3 separate regions of the Mus musculus genome follow, and all the other regions are linked to region 3. Evidence: chromatin contacts called from public Hi-C data. All regions are on one chromosome and are shown on one strand. Each heading gives the region's core, a stretch centred on a gene start, on an enhancer-like site or on the middle of the called end of the contact. The rest is flanking DNA. Distances are from core to core; before and after follow the strand shown.

Region 1 (3,105 bases), core at 196-2,695, 8.1 Mb before region 3:
AAGGCCTAACAAAAATGGAATAGCTTTCGCATTTCCACATGTGGTCCAGCAAACTGCGGCTTGAAATCTCCTCTCAACCTTCTTCAGCATTTTAATCTGTCACCTCTTTATGCTTTATTAAAAAACAAAAAAGTCTTCCACATCCTTTGACTGTACTATAGACTACTTTGCTGTACTTGCCTTATGTTTTTCTCGGGGCCATATATCCCGAAGGCGTATTAGATCGCCAGCTCCCTTTTGCCCAGTTCCTGTACCAGCAACCCAATGGCCACACTCACCAGGATAAGACAGGGTAACCATTTCCCTTTAACATTTCCAACTAAGATGAGTATGGCTTGATCTGAACACCTGTAATCCTCTTTAAGCCAGTTTTTAGGTCACCCCTATCTTCCGTGACGGTCTCAGGTCTCAACGTGGCTTGAGATAGACATCTCTCTCTACCGGGCAGTCTTTTCAGAACTTCCCAACGTCACTGTAAGGTCCCATTAACCTCCACATGCAGCCTACTTTCTTTCACAGGCCTCTAGGAAGGATCTGCTTTTGGGGAAACCAAGGTTCTCATATGATGGCTGTAAGTTTGGTCACTTTTATTTATACCTACCCCTGGAGTTAATTTCCATTCAGGAAAACGCGACTTTCCTACTGGTTCTTACACTTTCCGACTTCCCCCTTCTCAAGGAACGTGTTCACCTACCACCTCGACCTGAGCTCTCGCTTCCCTTGACCACCGGGCTCCTCGCCACTACTCACTTTGGGCTTTTCAGGAAGCTTCTTCCGGTTCTTCTTCTTTTGCTCCTCGCTTCTGAGATTCTTCAGCTGGGCTAGGTCGTCGGGGGCCGGAGTCGGCGGGGCCGCCTCCTCCCGTTTGCGGGGCGGGCTCCTTCGCTTCTTGCGGGCGCCGGCGCAAGCCGCGGCCCAGCCGTAACCTAGAAGGAAGAGCAGGAGCAGCCCGAGAGCGCCGGTGCCCACCAGGATCACCCAGCCCGGGTACCGCTTCGGCTCTAGCCCCAGGTCGAGGCCCAACTCCGTGCGCAGAAAACCTAGGCCGACCGAGAGCAACTCCCGCAGCCGGGCAGAGCCCTCCTCGGCCTGCTGGGCCAGCTCGTCCTGCCAGCTTCGTGCAGCCATCTTCCCTCCCGTCAGAGAGACTCGCGGGATGACGCCGGGGAGCGGAGCCGCCGCTGGAACAGTCGTGGGAGGCGACAGGGCCGCGACACCTCAGGCCGAGCGCATCGCGGCCAACCCTCACGCCGGAGTAGGGGATAGAGGGCCGCCGCCGCCACGGGGAGAGCCAAAGGTTCCCAGTCTCCGCAGCCGGCCTCACGCCGCCGCCACCAGGAGGACACGGGGCGGCGGGGACAGAGTGTCTCCAGAGGCGGCCGCTAAGCGGCGTCGGGGCGCCAGCGCCAGGACCCGCTGTCCTCCCCCGGCGGAACAATGGCGGCTCCGGCCGCGATCCACGCTGCGCGCGGAGGCCGGTCGGGTCACGTGGAGGCTGTGGGCGGGGCATGCGTCACATGGGGCGATGGGCGGGGCCGGGCGGACTCTAGTCTTGGAGTGGGGTCTCCTTGAGCTGTGTGGGTTTGGAGGCTTGGGGCGACTCGGAGCTTGCGAAGCGGGAGCTAGAAATCTGACGGTGGAACTCCTTCAGGCTCGGGCTTTCTGGATGCTGAGAGGGATTCAGGTGTGAGGCCTGCGCACGAGCAAGGCGGCCAAACCCATCGGAGTATGAGCAGGCTTTCCGCTCTCTTTCCTGCAGTGGTGGTGCAGTGGACCGGCTTTTTCTCCCTAGGTCAGGGGCCAGTTGGATGCTTCCAGAGGGAGCTCGGTGGACTCTGAGGCAGCGAGCACGTGTAATTCACATCCGAGTATTTCTTCGGGGCGGACTAGCATATTAACGTTTGCCAACGTTTGCGTCTGTTCTGTCGTTCACTCCTGCTGTCTGTTGTCAGGCTCCAGATTTAAAAAGTCGGCAAACCCGTGGGAGGCACTATTATTTTTCTACTGATTTGTAGCCTTAATAGGAAATATTGAGAGGAAGCCCTTAGACTGTATTTATATGCAAGAGAAGCATATTATTTTAAGCTTTTATACAACCCCAAAAGAATTGCAATTTTTGAATGCTTGTGTTGTCCAACAGTCAAATGTAGCATTAGAAGGAAACTAGGTGGGTTGGGGAATGTCGCTCAGCAATAGAACATGCTTACTGAACATATGCAAGGCTCTGGCGTCGATTCCTAGCACCAAAAATAAAGAGCTGAGGCGCTTCTTCCCTTCTTAATTTTAAAAATGCTTGAGGACTACCCTACTATTTGTATTTTGACTTTGCGGTAAGGAAACAGTGTCTATAATTAAATGTTAATTAGCATGTAAGCAGCTGAAGTAAATACAAACTAAAAACCTATTCATGTATTTTGACCCATCAGTATTGTAATGAGTCTTGTGATTAATGGGTGGAATAGAGTTTTATACGTAATAAGCTACTCTTGCTAAGCTTTTTTGCAGACTTATAATTAAGGGCTAAGTTATAAAGGCCAGAACCTTAAAATGAGATCTGCATGACCTCTAAAATTAACAAATTCCATTCATATTTTTGGAATAAGATTTATAACCCCACCTATTTGGGTTGGTCATAGTTTTTCTAAGAAGTTCTACTGATCGTTTTAGATCATCACCTGTGGATTTATGAATTAGAGAATTACAGAAATTGTAGGTTAGCATACTAGTCCCTTTGACAGTCTAGCAAGTAAATGATTTAGTAAGATCAGGTCATCTTGTAGTTTTTTTTTTTTTTTTTTTTTTCCACTTGCTGTATTTGGTATCAGGGACATACTTGTCATTATATCTCGCCCTCCTTCTCTCACTCCCTCCTCTTTGTGTATGCACATGTATATGCACTTCGTTTTTGTATTCATGCTGGGGATTAAACCCAGATCCTTAAGCATGGTAGGCAAACGCTCTCCCACTGAACTATGTCTTTATCCCACCATGCACTTATATTTTAAAAACAAAAAAGTAGGGTCACAACCAACTGGTTTGCATTCATTACAGTTAACAAAACTTGTAAGAATATAATTATACTTCCAGAAAGTTAGGGTTATTTGT
Region 2 (3,238 bases), core at 307-2,806, 5.2 Mb before region 3:
TCTCTCCAACTTTTCCCCCAATTCCTACCCACCATACCTCTCTCTCTCTCTCTCTCTCTCTCTCTCTCTCTCTCTCACACACACACACACACACACACACACACAGAGTCCACAAAACCACAAACCAAAATACACAAGCAATACACTAGTAAGATTTTAAAAAATGCTCAAAGAAAACCACATGAGACAGGAAGTCTACAAAAATACCACTGAGTTCGTTTTGCGTTGGCCATCTATTTACTGGGGCATAGGGCCTACCCTGAAGGTGGTTTAATATACTCAGTGAGACGCCACTGGCGAAGCAAGCCGGTACCCATTGCGGACAGACTTGGTTAGGGATAGGAGCCAGTATCTTAAAGGTAATCTTTCCACAAGTTAATTTGTATTGTAAGAAGTGAGAATTGAACCCAGAGCCTTCCATACTCTAGCATAGTATCTTACACTGAACACAAAGACTCCCGTAGCTATAACTCCTAACCCCAGTTAGGCGAGTTGAGAAGCACTGTCATAGTGAATCAGCTTTGAAATACAGCATACTTTAAAGGCAGTTTCCTCTCTCCTCCTGTTCTCCAGTGGGGCCAGCAGCTGGAGAGTCTAAGTTTTTACTACAGAAAGATGGTACAGATGTGTCCCTACCCCACACAGTCCTCCAAGGTCTGCAGGGAGATGCCCTGGTTTTATACCACAGGAGACTTGGCTTCTAGGACCCACGGTTTCCAGGCTGGCTCTCTGTGGTGCTTCCACAGGTATCTCTGCCACCAGAAAGGGCAGTAGAAATGCCAACTCCTCCAGCCATGGAGGAACAAACAGGAACTGAGTGGAGGCGGCTGCCCAAGGCACACAAAGGTTGCTCACCATTTCCTAAGAGAGGTGGCTCTTTACTGGACTGAACTGCCAGTAAAAAGAAGTTTTGGCTCAGAAGTTCCGGGTTTGCTTTAAAAAAATACCGTTTTAACCACTTTCAAGAGGGAGTTGGATGCGAAAATTAAATGAATAAAGGAAGTCATGCCGGGTGATTAATGATCATAATTATTTCCGCTTCTTTGGTCTGTCAGTGTGAAATGCTGTCAGCCCACGATTAATCATCATGATACAACACTACCTTTTAATTGTTGGGGGTCTCCCACGCAAACATCTGTGCAATCTCATAAAAACTGCCTACTTTTGAGTTTTGACTTGTACAACTAGGGTGTCCCCGCCGGGGAGGGCTGGATCCCGCGACCCGCTCACCTGCACCCCGGGCCCGCTCACCTGCGCGCCTGCGCAGCACACAAGCAAGGGGCACCGGGGCACTGGGACCCCGATCCTGCCCTGTCCCCTCCCGGCGCCCCAAGACATAGTGCAAACCAGTCAGTACCGGCGGGCGGGTGTCCAGCTTTGGTCTCCAGCTTTCCTTCTGGAGGCGAAGACATGGCGCCGCTGGTTTTCGGAGGGGCGACGGCAGCCGCGGGGTGGGCGTCAGTGCGCGCGCGAGGACTCGGGGGAAGGCGTGAGGCGCGCGCTGCTCGGGAACGCGCACTGCCGCCCCGGGCAGGGGGGCGTGGCTCCAAACGGCTGCGTGGCACGGTCCCGCCCACCCGAACTCTGTGAGCCGCCTCGCCTCGCCCCGCCCGTCCTTGTGGAGCATGCGCAGCGGCCAGCGCCACGTACGACTCCAAGGCTATTGTATGGGAAGGATGACAGGGCGCGTGTGTACGTGAAGGGCGGGGCGGCCCTGCGACCAGCGAGGGGCTGGACCCGTGGTGCGTGTTCACTAGCCAAGCTGTCACTGAGGGAAGCGTAGCCTGCTGGTGGTTCGAGACCCCAGCGCGGGGTTTCGTTCAGAGATGGCAGCTCCTGGCTCCTTGGCTCACTTTGCAGCAAAACTTATCCGTTACTCTCTAGAACTCGCAGCTCTGCAAGATCAGCAGTCTTCTATCTTTAGAAAAGGGCCTGCCACCATCCCTTCCAGGCTGCACACGGATCTTAGACGACCCAGCTATTAAAAGAGGCAGGGTGCCACACCTCTCTACTCCTTCCTTACTCTCAGAACCTCTTGACTGATCTCTCAGAACCTCTCCCTGACCCCAGGCTGCCAAATCCGAAGGTCACTTGTCCAGTGCCTTTGATCTCGTAGGAGCACTGCAGACAGCTCTGGATGTTCTTTAGCTTTAGGGACGCCATGTCTCTGCCTTGTCCAGACCACCGTGGCTGCCATTCGGCTTGGCAAGCTTCTCTGTAGACTTGTAAATATTTGTATCTCCCGTGCATCATCCTTGGCCCTCTTCCCTACACGTTCCTGGGGTGCTTTCCACTGTAATGATGTTGGCGTCTGAGTAATTCATAAATTACTCAGAATTATTTAGCTCGCGGTTCTCAAGAGGCAAGTGGTTTGCAGGCTTGCATAGAAACAATTTCTTAGTCGAGGAGGTTTGAAGCCCTTGTGGCCATCAAATGCAACCTGTAGCACATACAACCCACAAGGCTTTTTTCGTGACAGGGCCTGGCAAACTAGCAGCTCATTGCTTATGGCTCCTTGACCCATATTGGTTGTTCTGATCCTTCTTTAGTGGGACAGGCCAGTTCTTCTGGTCTTGGCATCTGCTATTCCCATCACTGAGCACTGATTCCTCCAGATATCTACATGACTGACTCCTTCCTATAGTACAACCAGCTTGTGAAGTCAGCTGACCTGTGGGATCTGAGAATGTAGCCAAGGTGCCCGGCTCATGTTTCTGTTCATGTTTTTTACTGCCTCCATGCGATCAACCTCATCTGGCCGTCCTTATTTCTCTCTGCTCATTTACTGGAATTCTCCATGGACTGGACTGTCAGCTCCATGGAAGGAGAAGCCTGGTATATGGTTTTCACTTATATTCCAGGCCCTTAGCCATGGCAATCGCAAAAGACCCATATAATCCTGGAACAGAGAGGCAATGGGTCTCCTACAATGTTGTCTTAACAGAGAGCAACAAATGGGGCCTACACAGAAAATGGAGTGGATGCTTAGGATATAATAGTATATTCATTCACTTTCACTTGTGGAGGAGGCATGTGGGTGGGTGTGGGCATGTCCAGCCCAGTCTGTCACAGGTACAGTCTACATGTTGAGTACCACTCTGGGAGCATTCTATGCACTGGTGTCTACCGAACAGATTCTAGTAATGTTGACTGGTGTTAATTGAATCTTAAATGGTTCTAGGGATGAGAGAGGATAATTCATTTTTAACAAGAACATACACAGAGAAAGAGATAGAGA
Region 3 (2,928 bases), core at 6-2,505:
CCCCAGCACTTGGGAGGCAGAGGCAGGGGGATTTCTAAAGTTTAAGGCCAGCCTGGTCTACAGAGTGAGTTCCAGGACAGCCAGGGCTACACAGAGAAACCCTGTCTCGAAAAACCAAAAAAACACCAAAAAAGTATGGAGGCCTACAATCCATCTGCTTAACTAGTTAAAAGTCATAAACCAGGAAACATCTTTAAATCCAGGCGGGATGCCCTGGGCCTGGAACCCCACTCCCTCAAAGGCTGCGGTAAAAGGATAAGAAGAAAGTCAGGGTCCAGCCTGGGAATGGATGTCGCAAAGGTAAACACTGAAGAAGGCTCGGGCTGGGGGCCTCAGGGGAGGGCGACATCGCTGAACGTGGACCCAGCCCTTCGTCTCCATCGCGATGTCTCCCGGAGCCTCCCGCTCGCCCCAACCCCGACAGGACCCTTACCTACCTTCGTCTTCGTCGTCTTCCTCCTCTTCCTCTCCCTCCTCCTCTCCGTCCTCCCACTGCTGCTTCGCCAGCTTCTTCGCCTGCTGTTCGAACCACTGGAGCCGGGGCGGCTTCTCCGTCGGGTCTCGCTCCGGGACGCCCCGTGCGCCCGCCGCCGCCCTCCCGCACTCGTCCGTGGGCACGAAGGGCGCTTTCTTGGGGGACGTGGAGGGCTGGGCCTTGATGGCCTGCTGGATGGCGGCGTTCACGGCGTCCTTGTCGACGCCGTCCGCGCCCAGCCCCTTCTCCAGGTTCTTGGCGTTCAGCAGCTCCACGCGCCGGCTCGCGGCCCGCACCGCCTTCCGCTCCAGCTCGGCGTGCCGCCGGGAGCCGAGGTGGTTCTCGTAGGCGTTGAAGGTGGCGAACTTCTTGCCGCACGCCGTGCAGTAGGTGGCCGCGCCCTTGCTCGCCTCCGCCGCCTCGGCCACCGCGCGCTGCGCCCGCACCCGCTCCTGGAAGCCCTCGGCCGTCACCGGGGCCATGGCGGCCACCTTGCGCCGCAGGTTGTAGCGGTGCCAGTCCGTCTTGTAGTGCGCCCGCTGCAGCTCCGCGTCGCGGAACGCCACCCGGCAGGTGATGCACGTGAGAGCCGCCATCCCCGGGCCCGGAAGACAGAGACGACCCAGCCGAGAACCTTCTAAGCCTGACCGGCCGCCTTCTAGTCCCACAAACGCAGAGAACCTCCTTCGCCCACAGCCAGGAAAAGACACACCAGACACCAGCTTCCGGGCTCTAAGTGAGGGAACTTCCGAGTTCTAAGTGAGGGAACTTCCGACTCGCACAGGAAACTCTTGGCAGCTGGCTTAAGAAGGCCCGCCTGGGTCCCCGGAAATGACGAAGTTTCATGTCGCTCTCTTCGCGCCTGGATCCGCCCTGTCAATCAAAGGTGGGCGTGTGCCTGGAGGATGCCGCTGCCTCCTGAGGGCTTAGCGGTTGTGTCGCTTGCCGTGACGAGGTCAGAGGGATGGGCTTGTGAGGGAAAGAAGGGCGTGGGTGCCTGGGATGGTTCTGGGACTGCTCTTGAGAGATGGATCCCGTCAAGACTGTCTCTCGCGCCTCTGGAAAGGGGGATCAAACGTGGCGACAGCGTGGAACTTCCGGAGGCCAAACCGACCCAAGCTCTTTGCAGCGAAGGGGGCGGTCAGAGCTCTTGAACAGAAAAGATTCCCTGCTGGGAGCCGAAAGTACAGCCTAGCCACTGTCCCACAAAATATAATCCGAGCCACATGTGAGATTTTTAAATCCAAGTAGCCATATAAAAAGTCAAAGTAGAGACTATGCCCGGGCCTAACAAACACAGAAGTGGATGCTCACAGTCAGCTATTGGATGGATCACAGGGCCCCCAGTGGAGGAGCTAGAGAAAGTAACCTTATAGGTGGAACAACAATATGAACTAACCATTACCCCCAGAGCTCGTGTCTCTAGCTGCATATGTATCAGAAGATGGCCTAGTTGGCCATCAGTGGAAAGAGAGGCCCATTGGACTTGCAAACTTTATATGCCCCAGTACAGGGGAACGCCAGGACCAAAAAGTGGGAGTGGATGGGTAGGGGAGTGGGTGGGGGACCGTGTGGGGGACTTTTGGGATAGCATTGGAAATGTAAATGAAATAAATACCTAATAAAAACAAACAAACAAAAAAGTCAAACTAGGTGAAGTTGCTTTTAATGATCGAAATACTCTTTCAGCATCTAAAACTTTAAAAGGATCTATCTGTGATTTTACGCTCCATCGTGGGTACTAAACCTTGGAGACCCTGTGTGTATAACAGCAGCAATTCATATCAGTTCGATTTTTTTTTTCTTGAGACAGGGTTTCTCTGTGTAGCCCTGGCTGTCCTGGAACTCACTCTGTAGACCAGGCTGGCCTCGACCTTCAGAAATCCACCTGCCTCTGCCTCCCAAGTGCTTGGATTAAAGGCGTATGCCACCACTGCCTGGCAAATCCTCTGTTCTATCCCTGCCTTTAACTCACCCTGATTCAATGTCAATTGTTCTAACAGGTTAAGCAAGTATATTTTTGGTATTGTGTTAGAAATCCGTTGCTATGCTATTCTGCCTGAATATCTTTCTGCCAGCTTGCTCCCTTTTGTAAACCTTTGCCCAAATGCCTTTGGGGGGGGGGGGGTTCTAGAGCCTTTTGTCAAAAATAATGCCAGTATTTTTTTTGTGTTGTTGTTGTTTTTGTTATTATTATAATTATATCCCAAATGTTGCCCTCTCCTAGTCCCCTTCACAGAGTTCTTTCCCCTATACTCCCTCCCCTTCACCTCAGAGAGGGTGACCCCCCTCCTGCAAAGCCCCTCCCTGGGGTATCAAGTCTCTAGAGGATTAGGCACATGCTCTGGCACTGAGGCCAAACAATGCAATCCTCTGCTACATACTGCTGCAACACCCCATTTCTTAAGTCCTTACTAGGTATTGCTTTTTATCACTGTTATCTGTTGTGCTAT

What was found. A called contact is a pair of places that touch in the nucleus more often than the background predicts.
Region 1: a Hi-C map of CD8 T cells shows a contact between it and region 3, with 4 times the contacts expected there. The contact joins the promoter of Mtdh here to the promoter of Zfp622 in region 3. A contact is called at or near these places in 2 of 484 Hi-C or Micro-C datasets (CD4 T cells and CD8 T cells).
Region 2: a Hi-C map of CD8 T cells shows a contact between it and region 3, with 4 times the contacts expected there. The contact joins the promoter of Dap here to the promoter of Zfp622 in region 3. A contact is called at or near these places in 2 of 484 Hi-C or Micro-C datasets (CD8 T cells and double positive thymocytes).

What each region holds. Positions count from the first base shown.
Region 1 is chr15:34,081,059-34,084,163 of GRCm38.p6, reverse strand. Mtdh (metadherin) reads right to left here and starts at 1,445. Exons shown (of 12, transcript NM_026002.5): 1 at 751-1,445. The coding sequence starts at 1,128. It overlaps Gm41291, which reads left to right and starts at 938. Exons shown (of 1, transcript XM_011245387.3): 1 at 938-2,422. The coding sequence starts at 1,157. The coding sequence ends at 1,690.
Region 2 is chr15:31,222,703-31,225,940 of GRCm38.p6, reverse strand. Dap (death-associated protein) reads right to left here and starts at 1,556. Exons shown (of 4, transcript NM_146057.3): 1 at 1,358-1,556. The coding sequence starts at 1,412.
Region 3 is chr15:25,982,693-25,985,620 of GRCm38.p6, reverse strand. Zfp622 (zinc finger protein 622) reads right to left here and starts at 1,255. Exons shown (of 6, transcript NM_144523.3): 1 at 438-1,255. The coding sequence starts at 1,071.